Linked DNA regions of Mus musculus: all the other regions are linked to region 6. A link is a contact called in public Hi-C, HiChIP or PLAC-seq and promoter capture Hi-C data. All regions are on one chromosome and are shown on one strand. The core of a region is the stretch at or near the end of the contact, and the rest is flanking DNA. Distances in the headings are between cores, read along the strand shown.

Evidence for each region. A called contact is a pair of places that touch in the nucleus more often than the background predicts. HiChIP or PLAC-seq counts read pairs in DNA pulled down with a chosen protein or histone mark. Capture Hi-C pulls out chosen DNA fragments and counts their contacts.
Region 1: a Hi-C map of the N1E-115 cell line shows a contact between it and region 6, with 5 times the contacts expected there. The contact joins the enhancer-like site here to the promoter of Gsdme in region 6. A contact is called at or near these places in 2 of 39 promoter capture datasets (hippocampal neurons and liver) and 1 of 484 Hi-C or Micro-C datasets (the N1E-115 cell line).
Region 2: a contact with region 6 is called in an H3K4me3 HiChIP or PLAC-seq map of bone marrow-derived macrophages, with 4 times the contacts expected there. The contact joins the enhancer-like site here to the promoter of Gsdme in region 6. A contact is called at or near these places in 14 of 39 promoter capture datasets (the 3T3-L1 cell line, 3T3-L1-derived adipocytes, the HPC-7 cell line and 9 more), 1 of 15 datasets of contacts at CTCF or cohesin (the NIH/3T3 cell line), 4 of 484 Hi-C or Micro-C datasets (the Ba/F3 cell line, bone marrow-derived macrophages, embryonic stem cells and 1 more), 12 of 115 datasets of contacts at active chromatin or transcription factors (acute myeloid leukemia, bone marrow-derived macrophages, double positive thymocytes and 6 more) and 4 of 9 other capture datasets (adipose tissue, embryonic stem cells, liver and 1 more).
Region 3: an H3K4me3 HiChIP or PLAC-seq map of bone marrow-derived macrophages shows a contact between it and region 6, with 3 times the contacts expected there. The contact joins the enhancer-like site here to the promoter of Gsdme in region 6. A contact is called at or near these places in 5 of 39 promoter capture datasets (embryonic stem cells, hippocampal neurons, liver and 2 more) and 2 of 115 datasets of contacts at active chromatin or transcription factors (bone marrow-derived macrophages and pancreatic cancer cells).
Region 4: a contact with region 6 is called in an H3K4me3 HiChIP or PLAC-seq map of bone marrow-derived macrophages, with 7 times the contacts expected there. The contact joins the promoter of 5430402O13Rik here to the promoter of Gsdme in region 6. A contact is called at or near these places in 4 of 39 promoter capture datasets (embryonic stem cells, liver, neutrophils and 1 more), 1 of 484 Hi-C or Micro-C datasets (bone marrow-derived macrophages), 7 of 115 datasets of contacts at active chromatin or transcription factors (the SCID.adh cell line, bone marrow-derived macrophages, effector CD8 T cells and 4 more) and 3 of 9 other capture datasets (adipose tissue, liver and pancreatic islet).
Region 5: a contact with region 6 is called in a promoter capture Hi-C map of adipose tissue. The contact joins the promoter of 4921507P07Rik here to the promoter of Gsdme in region 6. A contact is called at or near these places in 2 of 39 promoter capture datasets (the SN4741 cell line and liver), 1 of 115 datasets of contacts at active chromatin or transcription factors (bone marrow-derived macrophages) and 1 of 9 other capture datasets (adipose tissue).
Region 7: a Hi-C map of the N1E-115 cell line shows a contact between it and region 6, with 2.8 times the contacts expected there. The contact joins the enhancer-like site here to the promoter of Gsdme in region 6. A contact is called at or near these places in 4 of 39 promoter capture datasets (embryonic stem cells, hippocampal neurons, liver and 1 more), 2 of 484 Hi-C or Micro-C datasets (the N1E-115 cell line and cerebral cortex), 2 of 115 datasets of contacts at active chromatin or transcription factors (bone marrow-derived macrophages and pancreatic cancer cells) and 1 of 9 other capture datasets (adipose tissue).

What each region holds. Positions count from the first base shown.
Region 1 is chr6:49,777,099-49,780,138 of GRCm38.p6, reverse strand. No RefSeq gene overlaps it. Among named protein-coding and RNA genes, the nearest start is that of Npy, 44 kb to the left of the region's middle. Within about 2 kb of position 1,563, at least 19 of the 459 cell types and tissues checked have an H3K27ac peak or open chromatin away from gene starts, as enhancers often do. A contact at or near this core is called in the N1E-115 cell line, where this site is marked.
Region 2 is chr6:50,544,546-50,547,545 of GRCm38.p6, reverse strand. No RefSeq gene overlaps it. Among named protein-coding and RNA genes, the nearest start is that of Gm38806, 5.3 kb to the right of the region's middle. Within about 2 kb of position 1,710, at least 73 of the 459 cell types and tissues checked have an H3K27ac peak or open chromatin away from gene starts, as enhancers often do. A contact at or near this core is called in the Ba/F3 cell line, acute myeloid leukemia, bone marrow-derived macrophages and 5 more, where this site is marked.
Region 3 is chr6:49,841,206-49,844,326 of GRCm38.p6, reverse strand. No RefSeq gene overlaps it. Among named protein-coding and RNA genes, the nearest start is that of Npy, 20 kb to the right of the region's middle. Within about 2 kb of position 1,481, at least 3 of the 459 cell types and tissues checked have an H3K27ac peak or open chromatin away from gene starts, as enhancers often do. A contact at or near this core is called in bone marrow-derived macrophages, where this site is marked.
Region 4 is chr6:50,565,382-50,568,704 of GRCm38.p6, reverse strand. It overlaps 5430402O13Rik (RIKEN cDNA 5430402O13 gene), which reads right to left and starts at 2,062. Exons shown (of 3, transcript NR_027892.1): 1 at 1,683-2,062. Cycs (cytochrome c, somatic) reads left to right here and starts at 2,136. Exons shown (of 3, transcript NM_007808.5): 1 at 2,136-2,289; 2 at 3,037-3,213; 3 at 3,320-3,323. The coding sequence starts at 3,045.
Region 5 is chr6:50,594,450-50,597,928 of GRCm38.p6, reverse strand. It overlaps 4921507P07Rik (RIKEN cDNA 4921507P07 gene), which reads left to right and starts at 1,339. Exons shown (of 10, transcript NM_027564.3): 1 at 1,339-1,486; 2 at 1,976-2,131. The coding sequence starts at 1,998. It overlaps 5430402O13Rik (RIKEN cDNA 5430402O13 gene), which reads right to left. Exons shown (of 3, transcript NR_027892.1): 3 at 3,064-3,479.
Region 6 is chr6:50,260,362-50,263,641 of GRCm38.p6, reverse strand. Gsdme (gasdermin E) reads left to right here and starts at 1,873. Exons shown (of 10, transcript NM_018769.4): 1 at 1,873-1,908.
Region 7 is chr6:49,918,114-49,921,138 of GRCm38.p6, reverse strand. No RefSeq gene overlaps it. Among named protein-coding and RNA genes, the nearest start is that of Npy, 97 kb to the right of the region's middle. Within about 2 kb of position 1,483, at least 6 of the 459 cell types and tissues checked have an H3K27ac peak or open chromatin away from gene starts, as enhancers often do. A contact at or near this core is called in the N1E-115 cell line, where this site is marked.

The DNA of each region.
Region 1 (3,040 bases), core at 314-2,813, 480 kb after region 6:
ACTGCCCATTTTGCCTCTTTGCTAGAGCAGTTTCTAGGGATGTTAATTGTCCGAATCTCTCTGAGCCTGGTAGATCTTGATAAGTTGTCTACCACAAAGGGCGACTCCTTTTAAAGCACAGAGGACTTTTTATTCCCCTTACTCTCTTTAAGCAGATTTAGCACTTTGAAGAGTTAATGACAAATAAAGGGAGAATTTCTGCTTGGCTGTCCTCTTGGCTTTTGGGGTACTAATGGTCCCTTCCTGCCACTAGATGATAAAAATTTCCTATTGGATTTTCTGCTTTGCCCAGGGCTAGGGGGAGGGGCTTTTTCTCGACAGCAGCCACCAGATCGCTGCTTTGTTTGGGGCCAGCCATTCATTTCCTCACTGTTTTGCTTCACAAGAAACTCTATTTGATTTCAGTGTCTGCAGTTCCCCTCCCGGGCCAGTGTCTGCCGTCCATCACCCGCTGTCCTGTCCGGCCGCCTCCTCAGATACCTTGTCCTCTTTATGAAGGTTCTGGAAGAAATAAATGTCCAGTGTGCCCTTGGCCCCTCTGTGTCTCTATCAGCCCTGTTCCATTCTTTCTGGTGGTTAATTGACCCTTTCTCATTGATGGTGGTTGGGGGTGGGGGTTGCAGAAACACATATATGCTTTCCTTTAGGGAAATATATATACCCCAAATAAAAGAGAGGGACCGTGTTTTTGCAGTTTTAAGCAGCCAGCAATGATCACCAGCAACAATCTTTTCAATATTTTTTACAGTGACAGTTTGCAGCAATCATTTATTTGTCCCAGCTTTTCTGGGCCAGTCTCAATTTCAAATATTTCACCCTGTTGCTGTTGCTTCAGATAAATGTTTTCACAAACCGGAGGGGGAGGACCCCCTTTCGATGATGAATATACCCTAGTTTTTAGGCTTAAGCAATATAATCAAATTGAATATCTGAGAAGCATGTGCAGGGCTGAGCGATGAAACAGTACAGGGGCAAGCCTAGACTATTTCAAGGTGTGTGTGTGTGTGTGTGTGTGTGTGTGTGTGTGTGTGTGTGTGTGTACGCGCGCGTATGTATGTGTTGAAAGGTAGAAAGAAGAAAGTGATGAACAGGTCAATAAATAAGCACAGTTAGGCACATTGTCAAATGAAAACAAGGAAAAGTATAATAAGAATTACAACAAACGGGCCAGGCTGGAACCCTGACTCCACTGCGCATGAGTAAACTCCACCTGACGTAGTGGGAATAACCGTATTCACTTTGTAGGCTGCTTGTCAGGCAAAGAGAGCTAATGCTTATGAAGTCCCTAGCATGGGGTCTAACATAGAGAACTGCTTTTTTTTCCTCCTTAAAACATATGCTTAGCAGTATTTTTAGATTGAAAAAAAAAAGAAAAGAAAAGAAAAAAACACGTATTACAGTCAAAATAAGACTCACTGTAGGAACCGGGAAGAGGCAGCTGGGGGAGGCACAGGGGCAGCCTCTACTGCACCCAAGACAGAGAGGAGTCGGGGAATACTTCTTACACTGGGTCCAGTGTCTGTCCAGAGCACAAACCCAGTAAGTAGCCCAGGGGTAGATGAAGTAGGCACCAGATGGCCCCAGGGCTTCGCCTGCATGTCCTTGTTAGTGACACCATGCCATCTGTGTTCTCCTGAGAATAAATCCTTAGAGAAACTCCTCCAGGCCACATATTCTCCCTGACCTCATAGTCAGGGCTAAGGTAGGAAAGGCTGCCTTCAGAAAAGCATGTTTCTTCCTCTTTATCTGAAGGTCCCACAGCGTGAGCAGGGAGCAACTTGCTACCCGCAAGCAGCCACCGCCGCTGGGCACATCTGTTTCCATATTCGCTTTGCCTGTACCAGGCGGCCTGACAGCAGAGGTTGGCAACTGCTCTGCAGTGTGGCTTCCGGAAAAGGATCTGGGCCGCTGAGAGCAGGAGCCAAGTGTCCAGCAGCTCTCAAACCCGGCGGCGGCAGCCTCCTCCTGCAACCTTGTGAAAAATATAGACTTCTGAACCCTCCCCCCGAGATTCTGACTCGGTAGTTATTTCAATAACCTAAGAGGTTGTGCTCCCAGTGTACCTGTTATTTGTTAGCTGCTGTGTGTCAAGTTTATCCTCAGTGCCTCCCATCCCTGACCCTTTCGGGTTCACCTTCAGTGAGGCAACAGTCATTCATAGGGTCTAAACCCCAGATTCTTAAAATGTGGGTCATGTTCTCTGGTGGTATTGTGTAACCAAATGTGTGTGTGTGTGGGGGGAGGGGGGGAGTGTCCCCTCCACCAAAAGACAATTCCTGAACATGCAATAACTAAAATGAATTTAAAATCAAATGTTTAATGGACTCAAGGGCTGACTAGCAGTGTTCCCTTGTGTTATATCACCTGACTTCATGAAAGCCTTGGTTTTGAAAACACAGCACGAGCACCTTACACTGAGCCACGCCACGGAGACATAAAATGCCACTGAACACGGCCTGAAGCATCGCAGTGCAGACTCTAGATGGCTGTGTATTACAGACGGTAGTGTTTTTACTTTATATTCAGCTTTCTACTCATATAGAAAATAAAGACTCTCCTCACTTCTTTATTGTTATTCCTCAGCATGTATTAAATATATTTAATTTTAGATTGCATTATGCTATGCTAGCATGTTTGGCTTGGGGTTAGGAAAGTATTCCTGACTGTTTCTGAAGTGGCCATAACAGCACTCTGCCATTTTGTACTGTGTATTTATGCAAAGTTGTATTGTAAGCACTGGCAGCTGTAAAACCAAAATATCAATCAACTCTGAAAAATATTGAAGACGCACCCTGCCCTGAAATATCAAATACTCAGCCAAGGCTTAATCATTTATGAAAAAAGAAACATCTCTCAATAGTATACAAGTTTCCTTTCAGCTTTAATTAATGGTGAAGTTGTAATATGTAGCCAATACCTTTCTCTTTGGCTTATTATCACCGATGAATGATCTATATGCTTATTTTATGTACTTAATACCTGGGTTACATACATATTTCTAGGCCAATAAGGCATTTTGTAAGTGGGAAAGAAGCTTGAT
Region 2 (3,000 bases), core at 461-2,960, 280 kb before region 6:
AGGTCCTCATACCTGTTCTAATCAATAGCAAACTCTTTCTCAAAACCAGCCTATGGCCCACTTCCCTTGGCTAGGACTCTCGGGCACTCTCTCCTAAGCAGCAGCCCATGGAGTTTTGGGGCCTTCTGAGTGACATAATCAACAAAAGCTTTCCTGGAGGTTCCAGCTACTGGTGGTGATTCCCGCTATCTGAAGGGAGAATCGGAAGAGTTGTATGACCGTGTATGATCTTGTATGACTGTGTATGATCTCGAATCCTGTTCAGCAAATCCTGGGTACTTATTCGGGACTTAACATTGAGCAAAGGCATAAATGCCCTGTTGTTTTGTTGTCAGCCATTGTGAGACTGTGGAAGTTGTGATTCTCTCTTTCCTCACAGTTGGTTCCCTGCCTTTGACTGAAAACCCTCCCTTTGTTTGTTTCCCAGTGGTGGTTAGAACTGTGGAAGTTTGGTTTTAGATGATGGCTCACCAGAATGTGTTCTCCCTCCTCTCAGAGTCTTCCAGGGCCACACCTTTACGTAACCAAGTGACTCGTGCCATCCTGATTCGGCCTGTGTGTGCTATATTTGCCTTATATCTTTCCATAGATTCTAAGCAAGCCAGTACACTGCATACTTCACACAGGTTATCTCACTTAGTCCTCCTAACAGCCCTACCAGTTAGGTATTGGTACTGTTTTACAGCTTGGAAATCAGAGCTTGAGAAGGTAAATAGTGGCCAGGTTTGTAGAGTATGGGCACAGAGGCTTAAGGCTGATGTTGGTGTCCATGGATTTTGGACCCATCTCCGATGAGTCATTCCCAGCTTCGTGGAGGACACATATCACTTGGGGAACACATAAGAGTAAAATCTGTGCCTACCTCTTGTCCACTGCCTCCTGCAGTGCCTATTTTGTCTAAGGCAAGTGACTAACTGGGTTCTCTCTGGTTACATAAGCCATCAACATCCATAACATATATTTTATAATAATTTATTTTTTATTCACTTTATATCCCAATCACAGCTCCCCTCCTCTCTTTTCAGTCTCACTCTTACAAATCCCTCCCCCCATTGCTTCTTACCCCTTTCCTCAGAGATGGGGAGCCCCCCTTGGGTACCACTCTACCCTGGGACATCCAGTCCCAGCAGGACTAGGCACATCCTCTCCCAATGAGGCCCAACGGGGCAGCCCAGGTAGGGGAAGGGGATCCAATGGCAGGGAACAGAGACGGAGACTCCCCCCACTGCACTTGTTAGGGGGCCCATATGAAGACCAAGCTGAACATTTGCTACGAATGTGTGGGATGGTCTAGGCCAAGCCCCTGCCTGCTCCCTGGCTAGTGACAGTCTCTGTGAGTCCACATGGTCCCAGGTTAGTTGACTCTGTAGGTCTTCTCCAGCAGCATATTTTTAAAGGTGTATTTTATTTTTTACATTATGTGTGTGAGTTGCACGGGAGCAGGGGGCTGCACATGGTTGCAGGTGTCTGTGGAATCCAGAGACATTCGGTCCTCCTTGGAAATCTATAAAGTATATTTAACCTTAGACCATTATCATAATGCATAAGGACCTGGGCACTCCAGAAGGAATAAACAAAGAAAGGTCAAGTGTTGGAGAGAGTAAGGTTAAAGAAAAAAGAGAATTTTGTGGGTTTGTCACCCGGAAGCTGGATATCTGAACACGTGATTCTGAGGGTGACAGTAACCTTTGGAAACTAGAGGCCAAATCCCCACCCTTCCGGTAACAGTAACAGTGCTTGGTTCTCTGTGGTCACACGGGGTGAAGACTGACAGACGTGTTTGACTTAATGCTCTACGATGTCTTTGCAAAGTAACTGATTAAAAAAAAAAACTAATAAAATGAAAATTGAAATCTCAAAACAAAACAAAAATCCCTTGGAAGTCATAGAAAGCCCCTGTGCTTGGCCTCCTAGTGAACACAAGAGGGCGCTAGGCTCACATGATTCACTGGCTGCCTATGAACACACTAGACACATTACTTAAAAGGCATTTCTTAAACGTTGCACGTGCTGAACCAACAGATTGCTTCACACTGTAATCTCCACCCCTTGTGTAGTAACTGTCATCTCAGTTAATTTTATGGGTCTCAAAGGCTTGCCCGTCCATAGAATGAGGAATTATATACCTAAAAACAAAACCCAGAAGTTTTGTCAGGTATGAGGATCTGAAAGAAGAGTTGCAAAAGCAACTTTTTTCTGGTGAAACCTCCCAACAGCTTAAGAGGAAGGGGCTTTGGCGAAGATTTCAAGTGTTATAATTCTGTAGGACACACGCTGTCTGAGCTGGACATCGCTAACCCTTCTAACTCCCCAGCTGGTTCCAGACTCACAAAGCTCACTCCCATGATTCCTCAGCTTCTCACGGGGGCGGGGCTGTCTGTGTCAATGTCAAGGAGCATTGGGGGGGGGGGGGGGTCTAACTAATAATTCTGTTTTTTTGTGGTACAATAAAGAAGAAAATCGGATAAATAAACACATGGTGGTAGCTACAGTTCTTATTTTAGGAAAGTTATTAGACAGAGGAGTGTTACATACCATTCAGATTTTACATCGTTATCTGGAGAAGGCATTAAAATGAAAAGGGTAGAGCTGGGGAACAATGGAAATTAGGGTTTTGCCATGAGTTTGAGACGGGGGTTGTTTGTAGGAGTGGACACTGGCAATGAAGGACAGACAGGCCTGATTTGTTACACAGGAAGGATCAGAGATGAAGATGCTGGGTTAGGACCCACTGGCAAGGAGAACTTTGACATGGATGTACTCACTAAGAATAGAACATTAGTACTCTTCTAGTTGCTATGACAGGACACCTGACAAAAGCATCTTAAGGAAGGTGGGGTTTACAGTTTGAGGGCACAGTATATTCCAGCAGCGGCGGGGTGGGGGGCCAGTTGCTTGCATGGTACCTGGAGTCAGGAAGCAGCGATGGATGGGGGCACTCACCTTGCTTTCCCCAACCCCTGGTAGAATGGCACACACATCTAGGGTGGGTCTTCCCTC
Region 3 (3,121 bases), core at 232-2,731, 420 kb after region 6:
TATTTCCCCATTTTTTAAAAATAGTATTTTATCTTCTGTGCCATTGTATGTTTGAAGGATGTAACTTTTCTTTTCTTTTATGGGGCTTACAATTAAGAGATTGCCTTGAGTCTCAGAAAAGACTGGACTCTAGTACTGTGAAAGACCACAGGGACTTTTGAAGTTGCCTGTGACCACAAGCTTATGGTAGACTGGAAAGGATTCAGTGTGACATTGCTAAAGGAGGCCACTAGGTGAACCTTTAACGTTTCAGAAGACTCACACATCTTGAAGCAATCTCTGCTTTCAGCTTGATATCCCAGATACGAGCTCTCAACTATTCCTGCCACCAAACCTTCACTCTGCCATCATGGAATATAATACTTTGGAACTCTGAGTTCAGTTACACACTTTTATAGGCTGCCTTGATCACGGTGTTCCATCACAGCAACAGAAAACTGACTAATAAATTCCCAGCATAAATTTCCACCCACCTGAGACAGACTCATAACCCACTTCATCTTCTTCTGTTCATCTTTATAAAACCAACTCTCATCTGGCTTTCCTTAGGAAAAGTCACACCTATTGAGCTATTATACTGTTATATCTAGCTAGCTATTATAATGCTCAGCAATGATGAAGACTGATCCTCTCATCCTCTAATATATACACACGTACACGCACACGCACACACACACAACACATAATGTGTGTGTGTGTGTGTGTGTGCGCGCGCGAGCACGTGTGTGTATTCTGCATTTTAATAGGCCATATGCTGTTGGACTATGGAACTTTAATGAAGAAAGTTTGAAGAGAAAGGGTTTTATCACTTGCCCAATCCTTGCTGTGTTATTCATTGTACATCATTGCTACCAGTGATAGATAATAGGTCATACGGAGAAATGGCCTGGAAGTGAATAAACAAGCCTGAGACTCTGTTCTTAGGGAAGCACTTAACCTTGCTGGCCTGGGCTTCCTGACCTCCTTGGTGATGTTTCCGTTTGCAAGGTGATTGGAAGGATGTTACTAAAAATAATACCTCAGTATTACTAAAAAATAGCAAGTTGGTTCAAAGTTTATTACAAGGCAAAATTTGTAGTTGGAGGTAGTCCAAGGGTGATGTCATGAACTTGTTACCTCTTGGGCCTCACACTCAAAGCAATCAATGTCTAAGGAATACCCCTGAGACCTGTGAATGGCAGGCCAGAGCTTAGCTCTGTAGTAAGCTGACATCAGTCAGTGGCTCTGCTCTGGACACACAACGGTTGATGTTTTACTTTGCATTGTCCTGAGATATAAAACAGAAATACCTCCCACTGCATTTCTCCTTTTAGCATAGTGCCCTTTGCCCTGGTATTTAATGGTTCTGGGGAGGGGAACCAGGAAGGTAAGAAAAGGAGTCATTGCCAAAGGGGCATCAAGCAGGAAAACTGAGGGCCCTTTCCAAAACCGAGAGTAAGATGACAAAGAGGTCAGACTATGTGTCATGGGCTGCTGCTCTGGGATTCTTGCTCAATGTGTAGTGAAGGGAAAGGGAAGTAAATATACAGCAAAGGGGCATGAAGTATGTCCTTCCTAAATCTCAGCATCCAAAAGGACAGTGGCACTGTCGAATGTGTAAGTGCAAGAAGAGGTCTGTGATTCCCTTTTCTTCTTTGTGCTCTGACTATGTCAGCTAGGGCTATCTGGGCTGCCAGTTGAATGGATCTTATAACCAGGAGTCATTAGGTAGGCAGATAGCCACACTAAAGGCTCATTAGATAAGGCCCACCAAGCTTAAGCTACCCCAAAAGAGAGACAATGAGTTGCTGTTGACAAGAACCATTAATCCACTATTCAGAGGTCACTGTCCATGCTGAGGACCAGCCTCAGCTTGTCAGAAGTCCTGAGGAAGGGGTCTTTGGGAGCGGCAGGCGAATGACTTAGATTTAGTGATGGAGGTAAGCTGTCAGCTCTATGTTCTGGTTGAGATAGCTCTCTGCTTAAGATAGCTCTATCTTGCAGACCAAAGCACAGTCTTTTATTTTGCATAAGCTACTTCCTTAGGAATTGCCTATTAATTCAATCATTTACCCCAGCTCCCTTTAGATTATCCCACAAATCAATATTTTATGACCTTAGCCCCTTGACTCTAAAGACAAAGCCACATGGCCAAAGCTGCTGAGTTCTGGTGCTTGCTGGATCTGGGACATGTTCCCATTGTTCTATTGCATTATCACCAGGTTTATGTTTTCCAACTCCTTCACTGCCTAAGCTTGGGTGTCCTGGAACTTGCTTTTACACAGACTTTCTTGAATTCAAAGATCTGCATGGTTCTGCCTCCTGAATTCTGGGATTAAAGGCATGTACCACCAGGCCTGGACCTAAGCTTTTCTTCACCTACAACTTGCTCTGTCCCAGGTTGGTCTTAAACTCAGAGATCTGCTTGCCGTTGACTCCTGAAATTAAAGGTGTGTACTACCATGCCCGGGCCTAAGCTTATCATGGCCACTATTCTTCAAGATCTTGATCACAACTGTGCCCTCTATTTCTGGATTGTAGTTTATTCAAAATTAAAAATCCAAACCATTTCTTGTTCAACTACAAACACAAACAATAAGCTTAGCCTGATGGGATCTTGCCCTGATCTAAATCTCTTTGTCCTTTTCTCACTATCTTTCTGACAAAGCTGGCTTATTAGTGTAGCTGTCTTTGTTCTTTTAGATCCATGAAGCAATTAATATTGCATCCTTAGTTTTTGCATAGTTGAGAAATCCTTTAAAGAACAGTTCTCACACTGATTTATGTATTCTTGAACTTGTATTTTTAGAGTTCTTTCCCACAGCCTTAAAGGCTGTCCTGAAGGTCACAGTCACCATTTTGCTGAGGAAAACTAGACATTTTCTCACTTCCTGGAACAGTGCTGTTTCTGATTATCATGGAGTCATTAAACTTGGCAGGGAGAACATTCCCTGAAAGAGGAAAATAAAGTAAAATATATCCATTATTACACAACTAAGCCTTATACCTACAGCAACAATCAACACTAGAGAAGATCCACGCTCTTCTCCATGCTAGGCCTGGAAGTCCAGGCATCATTGAAAAGAAATTCCAGCTTCACTGGGTTCAAGAAGTTTCTGGAGAAGAACAGCATATAAAGTCA
Region 4 (3,323 bases), core at 813-3,312, 300 kb before region 6:
CTGAGTCTAGGGCTGGCTATGGACTGAAAGGAAACCATCTCTGGCTGTACTAGAAGCTCAGCAAATGAAAAGCCTAGCTCAGAGAAGGTGGCTTGGGGCAGCTCTGGCAGGAATGCCTAGGTAATGCTGCTGCACTTCAATCTAAAGCATCCGATCCACTTATTCCCTGTACGTGAAGAACATCCTAATAGTGATTTGTTCATAGTTTTTTTAAAAAAATACGCAATCCACTATATTGAAAAGAGAGGCATTTGCTTTAAAACAATTACAACTCTTACCAGCCACTCTCCTTCCCAAAGGATAAGAATAGATAGAGCAATGGCTTTGAGATAGGGTTGGGATGCCGAGTCTTTTAAATTCAGACTCCATTTTAGAGAACCTGACCTAAGTTTGAACTCAGGTAAACTAACAGGCTGGTACCTAGCATTAGTTTCCAAGTTGCCCCCCAAAAGAAACCCAAGCCAAAACCAAACACTCCCCTCCCCCACATACACACATAAAACACAAACAAGAGCAACTCACAGCCAACTCGTTTATAAACGAAAAATGGTATCTTCTGTTCCACAAAGAAACGATATTGAGAGAACAATGACTTCAGTAAGAACTACTTTTTCTTTGGAGAAATAAGGAAGGCAGTATCAGGACTTGATTTAAGGACATATTGAATGTCTACAGATTTGCTACATCAGGTCTTTAAAAACTTTAAGAGTTTGATAAATAAGCCTATATACAAATAACTTAAAATAAACCTACATAAGGACTAAGTCTAAATGCTGAACGAGTACCCCCAAAAGCTAGGACAGTTTAATAACAATGAAAATACATCAGACCTCCTTATCTATGGTTCCCATATCCATGTCTTCAGAAATCAGCAGATCACATCACATACTATGTAGTTAGGCTTACAATATTCTCACCAATACAGAATGACTAGCGTTTTTGTCATTTTCCCTAAGTGACACCATACAGCACTGCATTTGGCAGTATAAGTTATAATCTAGAAATTATTTAAATATTGGGGAGATTGTGTAGATTATATACAAATATTACATCATTTCATGTGAAGGACTTAAACACCCATGGAATTCTGTATGGGTTCTGGGGATTGTTCTGGAATCAACTATCCCTGGGAATACCTAACAACTATACTCACACAAACTGACATCTTTGAGCAGATAGGACCAGTGGCTGGAAAGAGATCTATTGAGACTTTAGACCAGCCTTCTAACATCTCATGTTAATCTGATGGCGGAAGGAAAAGTGGTAGAATATAAACAAGCTCAACCAGAATATGTGAGTTCATACTGAGAAGGGCCCGGCACACACCAGGCATCTATAAACACACGATAAACTATGTCAAGGCTAGACAGAACATAGGGAATGGACCGACATTCATCTGAATTTGGGAGAGGGGAGTAATGAAGAAAACGTCCAGTGGCAGAATTTAAAGTGTCTGTGAGTTCGTTTTGAAGTACACCAGGAAAGTATGCTAAGGAGACTTCCATTTCCAATATGGTCAGAAGGGATGCCAAGTCTAGCGGATTCCCGGGAATCCTCTACTCAGGCGAATCCTGCTTCTCCCTTAAAGCTTGCCTGCACACCCTCCTCGTTTTCTACAAACACTAGGGGAAGAAAACAGGGACTCTGGGTAAGATGTGATCCTGTCTGCCACTTGTGCGTACCTTCCCCAGCTTTGAGGCTCTCACTGGGAGAGCAGGAAGATGGTTTAACAGAGTAAAGGTCACCAGCAGGCGTCCACTGCGAGGCCAGTGCAGTTGCGCCAGCCAGGAAGCCTTGACCAAGCCTGGGTAAAGGTCGCCAGCACACCGGCCGGCAGTCTCAGCACTCCCCGTGGGCGGAGGCCGAAGGAGTCCTAGGGCCGGGCGTTACCTGAGCCGAGCCACACCCGGATCCCAAGGGAGCATCGGCCCCGCTACTTGCCCTCGCCATCTCGCAGGCCAGAGGGTGACGTCACGCACGTCCACGCCTTACGTCCTAAGGCCTGTCGTAAGTGTCGGGCAAACGAGGCCTCTGAAGGAAGGGCGCCCTCTGGGCACATCCTACCATGCTAGCTCGCATGCGCGCGCACAAACCTGTCCTGGAGCCAATGAGGTGCGGTTACGTCACGGCGCAGCAGACGGCGCTACCGCACGTCGGGCCGCGGACGGGCGGAACAAGTGTGGTTGCACCGACACCGGTACATAGGCGCGGGCCGGCGTGTCCTTGGGCTAGAGCGCGGGACGTCTGTCTTCGAGTCCGAACGTTCGTGGTGTTGACCAGCCCGGAACGGTGAGCGCGCGACGGGGATGCGGACCGGGAACGGGGCGAGGAGGCCGGGGCAGGCCTAACCTACAAAGCCATGCAGAACTGTGGCACGGCTGGAGGCGGCGTGGGTGTAGGACCGGGGCCCGGAGTTCTAGAAGGAACTCGCCCGCCGCCCCTTCTGAGAGCAGAAGCTGCTGTTCCTTCAGGACTGGGCCAGTTCTTTTCCTGATTAAGCATCTGGGAGGGTGGGTTTGTAAAGTCGTAGTCACCCCTGGGATCTCAACGTGAGAGTGAGACGGTTCCTTCCCCAGTCCTCCCTCGCCTTCCCGTGCCGGACTAAAGCAAGAGAGAAGAGACTTAACCTCCTAATGAGACCGGAGCAGGCGGAAGCACTTAGGATCACCCCCAGCCTCCCTTATCTTTGGAAGTGACTTTAATCGGCAGCACTGACAGCAGTTTAGCATTCTGAAATGTTAAGAGTTGTAGTGGTTTTGCTTTAATGAGTCCGGTTTCATATTTGTGACTTTTTGACCTTGCCTTCTTCGGAAACTGGGGTTTGAGCTGTGGGTTTCCATTTCCCTTGGCATGGACCTGTCTTGAGCACAGACTTGCTTTAAAGGAGAGTCTCCTAGGTGATGTATTTGCTATTGAAGAATATTGCAAGTGGACTGAGTTAGCACCCTGCCTGGTGTTAAGAGGACATAAGAATAGCGGTTTGAATGGTCATTGGGATCCGTAGTACGTTTTACTGTTGGATCTTTTCCCTTTTAGAATTAAAAATGGGTGATGTTGAAAAAGGCAAGAAGATTTTTGTTCAGAAGTGTGCCCAGTGCCACACTGTGGAAAAGGGAGGCAAGCATAAGACTGGACCAAATCTCCACGGTCTGTTCGGGCGGAAGACAGGCCAGGCTGCTGGATTCTCTTACACAGATGCCAACAAGAACAAAGGTAACGGGGGGAGCTGCTGTCAGCCACAGCACAGGTTGCTTGGGTTAACCAGTGCAGAATTACCAGGTGTGTAAAACACTTAACCTCTGCATCTCTTTCTGTTTAGGCAT
Region 5 (3,479 bases), core at 90-2,589, 330 kb before region 6:
CCTTCAAGGGCAGGACCCTTCTGCACAGGAGAAATGTTGGTTGTTAATCAAAAGGGGGTGTGCATTTCAGTGATGTGGAGGCTAGACTATGCTGCTTTTCGTCTGTTCCCAAGGCTGGAATTTGCCCCCCTCCCCCCGCCCGAGAGTCATCAGGGGGAGGGAGTGTTAACTGTTCTGGCTCCTCGAAGAGTCAGGAGAGTGTAAGATCTGATATGCAGGTTTCCCTTGTCTCTTAATTGGAAATAATAAATTCAAAAGACCTTTGTAAACCAAGCAGTTTTTAATATTCAATTCTGCAGAAAGCAACATAAGCACTGAGAAAAGCCAAACACTGCTGCTGTACTGATTTGAAGAAAGATGATGGCTTTTCCCCTGATACCATGAAAGTCCAGCTCCCTTCCTGTAGGCCAGGGCTTGCACCCTTCCCAAATTCTTCATCCTGTTGGTTTATGGCAAGAGCTTTATCCATAATTTAGGACTTGAGAGTGTCCCTTTCTCTGATATAGTGTTCAATAGGCTACCAGTAGATCTCCAACTCTTCTGAGCTGTGAGAAGCTGGGTGAACCACCAGCTAGTAGAAAAGATACCTCCTTGCCTTGGGCTTTTCTGTAACTCTGACGAACTTAAGAGCACATCACACTGCAAACTGTAACAATCTGTTTTTTTTTGTTGTTGTTGTTTTTTGTTTTTTTTTTTTTACACAAAGATCTTCTCTCTCTCCTTCCCAGGACCAGAGCTTTTGTTTCCCTCACACCTTGAGAAAGCATGCTCACCCACCCAACTTAGGGCAACTGTAGATCAGATAGTCTGCCAAGCCAGCGCCGCCAGAGGGCGCCTGAGGTCAGCCTATGGCGGGGCGTGAGGCAGCGGAGCCGGAGCGGGGCCTAGGACTGGACTGGTGCCCTCAGGAGGTGGGGCGAGGGAGGGAAGAGGTGGGACTTGGGTAGAAGGGCGGGACCAGGCCTGAAGGAAAAAGGCCCCAGGGACCGCGAAGAGAGGCGGGTGGGCGGGGCCTGAGAAGGGGGCGGGGCGCAGGGGCGGGGCCGAGTCTGTAGTTGAGCGCCTCTGGCACATGCAGGAGTTTAAAGGCGCTAAGACTCCGGGGCCAGGCATGAGGTTGAAGCGGAAACGCGGCGGTTCCACCTTTCCCCTAGCCACAAAGCCCTCTTTCCTCACTTCCGGCTTCTCTTCCAATTCTGGTGGTCTAAGATCCTCTGAAGGGCTCCCCGCCACACGTCGGCCAGCGCCCCACCCTCAGGATGTGTTACCTAGTGCGCGGTCACCGCCGCCGTCACAGGCAGCCTCAACCCCGCCCCGGCCTGCCCGCAGCCCTCTGGCCTTCTTCCCCCGCACCTGCCCGCACGCTCCCGGGGCCCGCAGGTGCGGAAGACCACGAAATTCCACGCCCCGCGGAGAGGAGACCCACCAGATCCCGAGACAAGAAAGGGAGACGCGGTCGGGCAGCGCTCCGGGGCAGATGTGTCAGGTGCGTGCGACCCCTGGCTGCACGGCTTCTAGGGACCGGAGTCCTCCGAAGGGACGGGCTTCTCTCCAGCGCTCTGGGGAACCCAATGTCCCCCATGAGGACAGAGGTGCGCACCACCCAGTTTAACTGCCTGAGAAACAGAATTGCAGAGCCTTGAGAGGAAGGGCTCTTGACCTGTTAATGACGAGTCTCCCTGCTTAGAAAGGCCCCCGCGCTAGAAGTTACCTGATTGTTCTTGAATATTGTTACATTTGAGGTGAGACATGAATTGTTTCACAATGTGTTCATCTTCCACTCTGCAGGTTTGCTTCAGTTTATCTCCACAGGTTTGACAGCATCCACAGACCCTCACAGCCAGTAAGAAAATAAGCCTCTGGTTTTTGTGCATCGATGAGTTGAATTTTGCCAGCAGAAACTGTTTCCTGTCCGGTCTAACCAAGGCAGTTTACAAGTCCAAATTTTCATTTTTATCTATTTACTTATCTCCAGACTAACATTTTAGGCAAGAAGCATGGAGGTAATTCACGGCAGGCCCCACTGCTGCAGGAACCTTGAAGGAGCTGACATTCTGTCAAACACCTTTTACTCTAACGGACTGCACACCCCGTACGAAACAACTATTCGGCCAACTGCTTCACAAGCCAGGTAAAACAAAAGTTAGAAAAACGCAGGAGAAAGATGTCGTTGCATTCGTGACTTTTTCTATAACACACACACACGTGAGCACTCCCATATATCACATGAAGGAGAAGGCAAAGCATGAGTAAACTACATGGTTAATCTGTTAAAACTGGAAAAGGGCTGTAGGCTATAACAAGGGAGGCATATTCTTCCACTGCATTCTACAAGTGTGTGTGTGTGTGTGTGTGTGTGTTTTGCTAGGGACTGAGTCCAGACCATGCCTGCAAGGCAAACACTACCACCAACCTACCTTTCCAGCCCTGTTCTAGAACCCTAGGATGGCCCCTTCCTTCACTTGGAGAGTGTTTTAATAGAGCACTACGGTACTAACAGCCTGCCCACCAACACCTTCTGCCAAGAAAGAATCCCAGAGTTGGTGGCAAACATGATGCTGTGTTTTGTTGTAGACCTTTCGCTCCTCATGACAGCCATGAATAGAGTAGAACTGTTACCCTCTTTCACCTGTGATATATGTAGGGTACAGACACATATTTCGCCAAACTCTGTCTCAGCTACACCCCCAACCCTGTGATTTACTTGATTTTTAGAGGAAGAATAAGGCTCTGTTTCTAAGTACCTTGTGTAGGTGTGTTCTTCTAATTTCACACGGCCAAACCCCTAATAATTCTTTGTAGACGAGGATAGGTAGATAGATGTCTCAGCTGGCACAGTGCTGATCACACAAGCCTGAAGATGTGAATTTGATCCCTAGTAAAATAGGAAGCATTAAAAGGGACATAAAAAGCAAGTGAAGGTGGCATGAACCTGTCACCCCAGTGCTGGGGAGGCAGAGACAGGAGGAGCCCTGGAATCCCTGGGGCTCAATAACTAGCTAGTCTAGTAAAATCTGTAAACCCCAAGTTCAGTGAGAGACCCACTCTCAAAAAGTGAAGTGCGGTCAAGGAAGATGTTTAATGTCAACTTCTGGCTTCACAATCTGCGTAGAAACACATACAACAAACTTTTTTCTTTATTCTTAGGGAATTAAGACAGAAAGCCACCTTATCTCAGTTTAAACACTTCCAAAGTAGGGCTGGAAAGATACTTCATCTGTTAAGAGCACTTGCTGTTCTTCCTACGGACACAAGTTTGGTTCTCAAGATGTGAGTCTGGCTCCCATATCCTACATTAGGCAGCTTGCAACCACCAGTAATTCCAGTTCCTGAAGATGCAGTGCCCTCTCCTGGCCTCCTAGGGCAACTGCACACACGTGTACCATACATACAGTCATGCATATACACACACTCATAAAACAAAAACCTTCCACACAGCCAATCCATTCTGCTTTTGTCTGTTCTTGATTGTTGATCAT
Region 6 (3,280 bases), core at 624-3,123:
AGGTTTATCCAGAGATGGTTTTCAGCAGAACAGTGCTCCTTTATTGGGGGTAACAAGGGCTGTAGGAACGTTGGGGAGTGGGTAGGGGCTTTCGAGATGGGTGCATATCATTGGCTGGGACTGAGGTACTAGGAATGCCTCATTTGCATGAAGAGGAATTCCAGGAGCTTGCTGGTCATGTCTTTATAGGGAGAGAGGAAGTTAAACCTGTAATTTGACCACCAGGCTACCTCAAGGGTAGTGGAGGTGGGGGTTGTAAGCCCGACGTGTAGCACTGGAACATACAGGCCCTGGGCAAGGAGAAAACAGGAAACTCCTGCTGATCTCAGGATGAGATTCTACAGATTTGGATGCATCTTGACCTCACTCACTCACACGGGCAAAGCAGGGGACCAGACGAACAGCTCTAGCAATTTCTATTTACTCCCTCATCCAATACCCACCTCCTATGCCTTCCTTGTGCACATCAGTTACAAGTGAGGAGCTAGCTGAACAGAACTGGGGCCTTCAGTATAAGCATTGCCTGGACCAGCTTTGAGGATGACCTTAAGCTAACCGGCCAGGTCAAAAGGCGATGGACACCAAAAATCTTCATCCCCTTACATGGCTTAAGTTGCTAGAAAAGAAAGCTTGAACCGGGATAACTTATGAAGTCCACCCCACAATCTCCATCTGCCCCGTCTGAGGAACAAACGCGACAGTTCATTTCTCTAAAAGATTTTTTTTTTATTATATACATGTGTGTGTCAGGGGATAACTGAAGGGTACCCTGTATGAATCAGTTCTTCCACTGTGTGGGCTCTGGGACCCAATCAGATGGTCAGACTTGGCGCCAGGCACCTTTGCATGCTATGCTGGCCATCTCATTTAATCCAAGCATAATTTACTGAGTATCTACTATGCAGTAAGTTTCAAGTTTGGAGCCGGACACTGTCAATAAAGCAGACAAAAGTTACTGTCCTCTGAGACATGAAGATTTAGGGAAGACGTTTGTATTCTACATATAGTAGAGTGGTGGCTGTTGGAGCACAGGAGAATCATAGAGTATGGAAGGAGCTACAGAGGGTAGTAGTGTGGATAGTTAGGAGAGGTTTGACGTGAGGGGACCAAAAGAGACTCCACCCTTTTAGCAGCCTCCCAGGCTCCTCCCCACTGGGGCAGCCACAAAGTGCGGCTACTCTCTGAGTGTGTAAATCCGGGGCTTGGAGGTGGGGGTGCAGAAGGAGAATTCTCTTTTTCTATTTATTGCACGGGAAAGAACATCCTATAAAAATTGACTCAGAGGGTGCAACGTTCTGCTTCAATCCTCTCCCTCAGTTTACCAAGCGCCTGTAGGCTTGATTCTGCCTTCAGAGAGCTTACCTCTCTGATTAAGCTACTCAACACCAAGCTCCAAGCCCCAAACAAGTGCAAGGGTTGCCAAGGCCAAGGTGGGAGTTTCCTGGACACTGCAAAGCCACGCTGACAGCTCACACCCTCTTAGTGCCTGGACAGGCTCTGGAGAACCAGGGGCATAGAGAAGGGGAGGTGGGTGGGATGAGGGAACTGTAGCCAGTAGGCCACAGTCTCGTCCCCATCTTCCTCCTGTGGAGCAGATGGAGAGCCAGAGACTGACCCGGACGGTTGGCAGTTCCGGAAGGAAGACAGGCAGTGTCTGGTTAGAAGTAGTCTCTGGTGCTGCCTGGATCTCCTAGACCAGCTAGCGCCTTTAACTCTGCTGCCAGGTCCCCCAGCTCCCGGGTTCAGCCCCGCCCCCGGCGCCATCCCTTAGCTTGTGGACCGGCTGAGGCATCCAGGGGCAGGACGGAGCAAAGGTCCAGGCCCTCCCTCCTCTTCTCTGTGGGTGTCCGGGAACGCGCGCGTGCGCGTGAAAGAACGGAGCGTGCAGGACGGAGAGGCGGCGCGCGGGTAAGTGGCGGCGGGCGCGAGCTGCGGGTTCCGCTTGGGCTCCTCTTCCCTCCGCCCGCATTGTGTCCTGGCCTGGGGCAAATTGTCGGCTCCCCTTTGCCCCGGAAGATCCCCTTACATCTCCCAGAGGCGGGCGATTGGGGTAGTGATCTCCTTTTTTCTCCCCACCTTCCAGTAGGAGCAGCTGCTCCTTCTTACCCATAGTCTCATTCTCGCCCTGTCTCCATTCCATCCTTGCCCCTTCCACCATGATCACCACCACTCCTGTGGTCCTGGGATGTGGCAAGTGCAGCTGGTGTTCTCTGGCACCCCATCTCACCATGCCTTCACCATATCCCATGCATCCATCCTTTGTCTTCTAATCTCTCTCCTGTGTCGGTGTCAGAAGGATCCAGTGTGTGCATGAGTGCATGTGCAGGAAGATCACAGGCTGGCATGGGTCCTGCCTGACCTGGGGTAACTGACTGAACCTCTTCACTGTGAGGCCTTTTGCCTGGAGTGGCCGTTTGGGGAGGGGTTCTTCCCACTTGCACCCCTCAGGGAAAGACACCAGGCAGCTTCCAGGCTTTGCTGAAGCCTGAACAAAACAGCCAGCCACTCACTGGGAGTCTGAATGGGACTTGGAGAGAGGAGTCAGGGAGGATGCTCCAGGACAGCTGGGCCCAGGTGACAGTCAACCCGTAGGCAGAGTTGGGAGTGGAAGGAAAAGATCTGAGCTGTTGGAGGAACAGAATCTAGATATGCAATAACAATGAATTCTCTTCAACATGCATCACCTAGGAGTGCTTCTTGTAAGAAAGGCTGGACCCCTGATCAGAGAGAGCAGCAACCTAGACTGCCTGCCCACATCCCTGGACTCCAGGATGGCCTGCCTCCTGAGGAAGCTGTATATTGGCCACAGGGTGTTCTTGTTCTTTTTGAACTCTGGAGTCCTTGGAGAGGTCTCCTCTTTATACATAGGAATCTTCTCGTTTCTTTTTGAGATCCAGTCCTGGGAGCCTGGTCTGCCCTTGAACACTCTGATCCTGGGGCTTCTCCCATGGCCAAGTGGTAGGATTACAGGAAAGCTCTGCCAATCCCCATAACTGTGTTTACCTTTGAAAATTAATTAAAACATTTTTTTAAAGATATTATCTGTCTGTGAGGGCCAGCCTGGTCTTGGATTTGTAATTCTCCTGCCTCAACCTCTCTAGCCCTGAGTACCCAGATTACAAGCTGTGCCACCATATCTGTCTCCCTCTGATCGTAACCTCTGTCCCACTCTCCTCTGCTCCTCCTCAAAGCCTTGGCTGCCTGCTTCGGTCTGCCCTGCCAGGCTCAGGCCTATCCTCTGACCACCCTTTGTTCCTTTCACACACTATTGGTGGAAAGA
Region 7 (3,025 bases), core at 234-2,733, 340 kb after region 6:
GCCAGGCTCTCCTCCCCACCAGATGCTTCTAAAGCCCCAGAAAACTTCTCCTGTGGACCCCACTGTAAAAAGGATAACACAGTGGAAAGCCCATACAGAGATCTATCCCCTACGCAGAGAGTTGACTCTTTTGGGCGAATGTAGAGTCTGTGTTAGTCTGGGGTCCTCAAAGAGGCGGGCCAATGAGACAGATAAACAAGTAGGTAAAAGATAGTAAAGAGATGATTATATAGGTGTGTGTGTGTGTGTGTGTGTGTGTGTGTGTGTGTGTGTGTTATGAGAGTGCTGGATGGATGGATGAATGGACAGATGAGAGGGCATGTATTATGGAAATTGACTCACAAATTATGGATACCATCTTCAGGCTGGAACCCTGGGAGGCTGCTAGCCTGTTTTCAATCTATATCTTGGACCTCAGAACCAGAGATGCTGATGGAATAGCTCTTAGTTTAAGGCTAATGACCTGAGAACCTGGGAAGTCAGTAATGTAAGCTCCCAAACTCTGCCATCCAGGCATAGAGAGGAAGAATAAATCCCAGTGCAGGAGATGAGTAAGACTGACTGTTTCTGTTTCATTCTCCTCGGACCTGGACTGATGGGATGGTGACTGGTCCACCAGTTTCATGGACTCCTGCTCTGGTAAACCCTCAGAGTTGCTCATCAAAAGAATGCTGTTCCAAGTACTCCTTAATACAAGCAGGTTTTCACCTAACACTGCTCAGCACAGAGGCCCCTGGCAGGACACTAAAGGTATATCATTATTTATTTAATTTATCTCTCGTTGGCACCTACAGTGTTTCTAGGATTTTGCCCTAGATAAATTCCTGCAAGCATATTTTCTTGGGAAATGGGTGTGACTATTATTGATTTTGACAACTGTTACAAATTTGATCTTTCTAGTCAGTGTAACAATGTTTACTCTCCTCTTTTACTCTCCACCAGTAGGGACAGGCTTCCATGAATGAGTGGTCCCACCATGGCCTTCTGTTTAGAAATAGGGACAGGTCATTTGGTGAACTGAAGGGACCCTAGTGGGACTGTCAAATCTTTCTTTGTTACAGCTCTCACCTCTAAACAAGCCTTCCTGCACTGTGTGCAGCAAGAACCTAGCTAGGCCTTCAAGGTTGAGGACTTTAAGAAAGCCAGTTTGGCCCGGCCCTCTATAGCCCCAGTGGACCAGCTTGTGCACCCAGGACCTTGCCAGGACTGTGGAGCTACTGTAGGTTTGTGCTCATATCTCAAATGATGCTGTGGTTAGATGAGATTTCTAAACACTCTGCCTCCCTCCCTCCCTCCCTCCCTTCCTTCCTTCCTTCCTTCCTTCCTTCCTTCCTTCCTTCCTTCCTTCCTTCCTTCCTTCCTTCCTTCCTTCCTTCCTTTTTTCTTTTTGTAAGGGTTTGCCCAGGAAACATGCCCTTCTCTGGGTGTTCCACTAGAGGGTGCTTCAGCTATGCATATTTACATATGGGTAAGTAAACGAGGCCTATGTTGTTCGAGTGGGCTGCACACGCATGCCAAACAGCTGCCTTTTCTGTGAACCTTTGGTGCTGTAGAACTACAGCCGATTTTTCATTCCTCCCAGTGCTACCTTGCCTCCCAGGTGGCTTTTCCAATATCCTCCCTCTCTCATGACCCAAGGGCGTGGGGACTAAAGATCTACCAGGATGGAAACCAGTAGTAATGATGGGGAGGGGGCTTATGAATTGGATTTGTGCCTTGTTCCCTTTCCCTAGAAGATGCTTTGGGGGAGGACTTGGGCTTCTCCAAGGATTGCTCTGACACACAGGACAGCGATGGCTAAATCTTAGTGAAAAGGGGAGGGGTTCAACGTTCTGGAGTTCCTGTGTGCAGTCAGGTGGAACTGTAAGTGACTGGTGCTACTAGAAGTGACCAAGGCTCCCTGGGCTGTGGGAAGTGGGGTAAAGGAATGAGAGCTGTTAAGTCAACCACTCTGAAATCAGGAATCATGGGAGAGAGGCAAAAAGATTCAGATTTTTAAAGGAGATTTCTTTTTGAGCAAAAGAGTTGTAGAAATCAGTTAAAACAATTGCTTTTGTCCAGACGCTTCAAGTAGAATAAATAACAAAACTGGAGTCTGGACTTTGAAAATAAGAGCCTGCATGCTGTGAGATGATGACGGGAGCCATCTTAAAATATTTGGAACTAAGGGGAAAACATAACTGAATGGGATAACGAGCGACATCCTTACAACATCTTGCTGTGTGTTAGAACCATTGGGAAGACCTTACAAAGCCTTTGTTGTCTGGGGATAGGAATGCTGCATACATTTTTATTTTTACGTTTCTCAGGTGCTTCTATTGCACATCCAAGTCCACAAGCCATGGCCTAGATCGATAGTTCTCAAACCTAAACAAAGACCAGAATCTGCTGAAGGGCTCTTGGGCATAGAGTGGGGCCACACTCCAGACTTTATGCTTCAAAGGGTCTGGGCTGAGGGCCCAAGTGAGGGCTGGAAATGTGGTTAGTCTTAATTGAGATGCATGGTAAATGCTTTGAAATACGTAACAGACTCAGAAACGGTGTAAAACAATTTCGTAAAGTTATCTCAGTATTTTATATTGATTGTATGATAAAATTAGAGTATGTTGAATCTAGTGGGGGACATTTCATCTGATTATTTTCACCTTCTAAAATGTAAGTACAGAGGTGGCACATTTTACATGGGATTACACTGGATTTCTGTTGACCGTCCCTGGTTTGTGGACTGACTATGTGCTGGAGACGGGACCTATGGTATGCATGCTCTCCACTGCGAGTCTGCACTCCCAGCTCTTGTGCCGGTACAGAAAAGGTTTCACAAAAGACAGTACATAAGCCACCTGCATGAGAAATCCCAGGAGAGCCAGTGTGCACGTGAGCATGTGTGCACTGAGGGAGATAGGATGTGCATGCCTGTGCACACGCATGCAATGCATGGAAGCCAGAGAGTCATAGTGAGTGCTTCTCCTTCTTGATTGGTCTCTACCTTTTTTTCTTTTTCTCTTTCTCTCTATCCCTTTTCTTT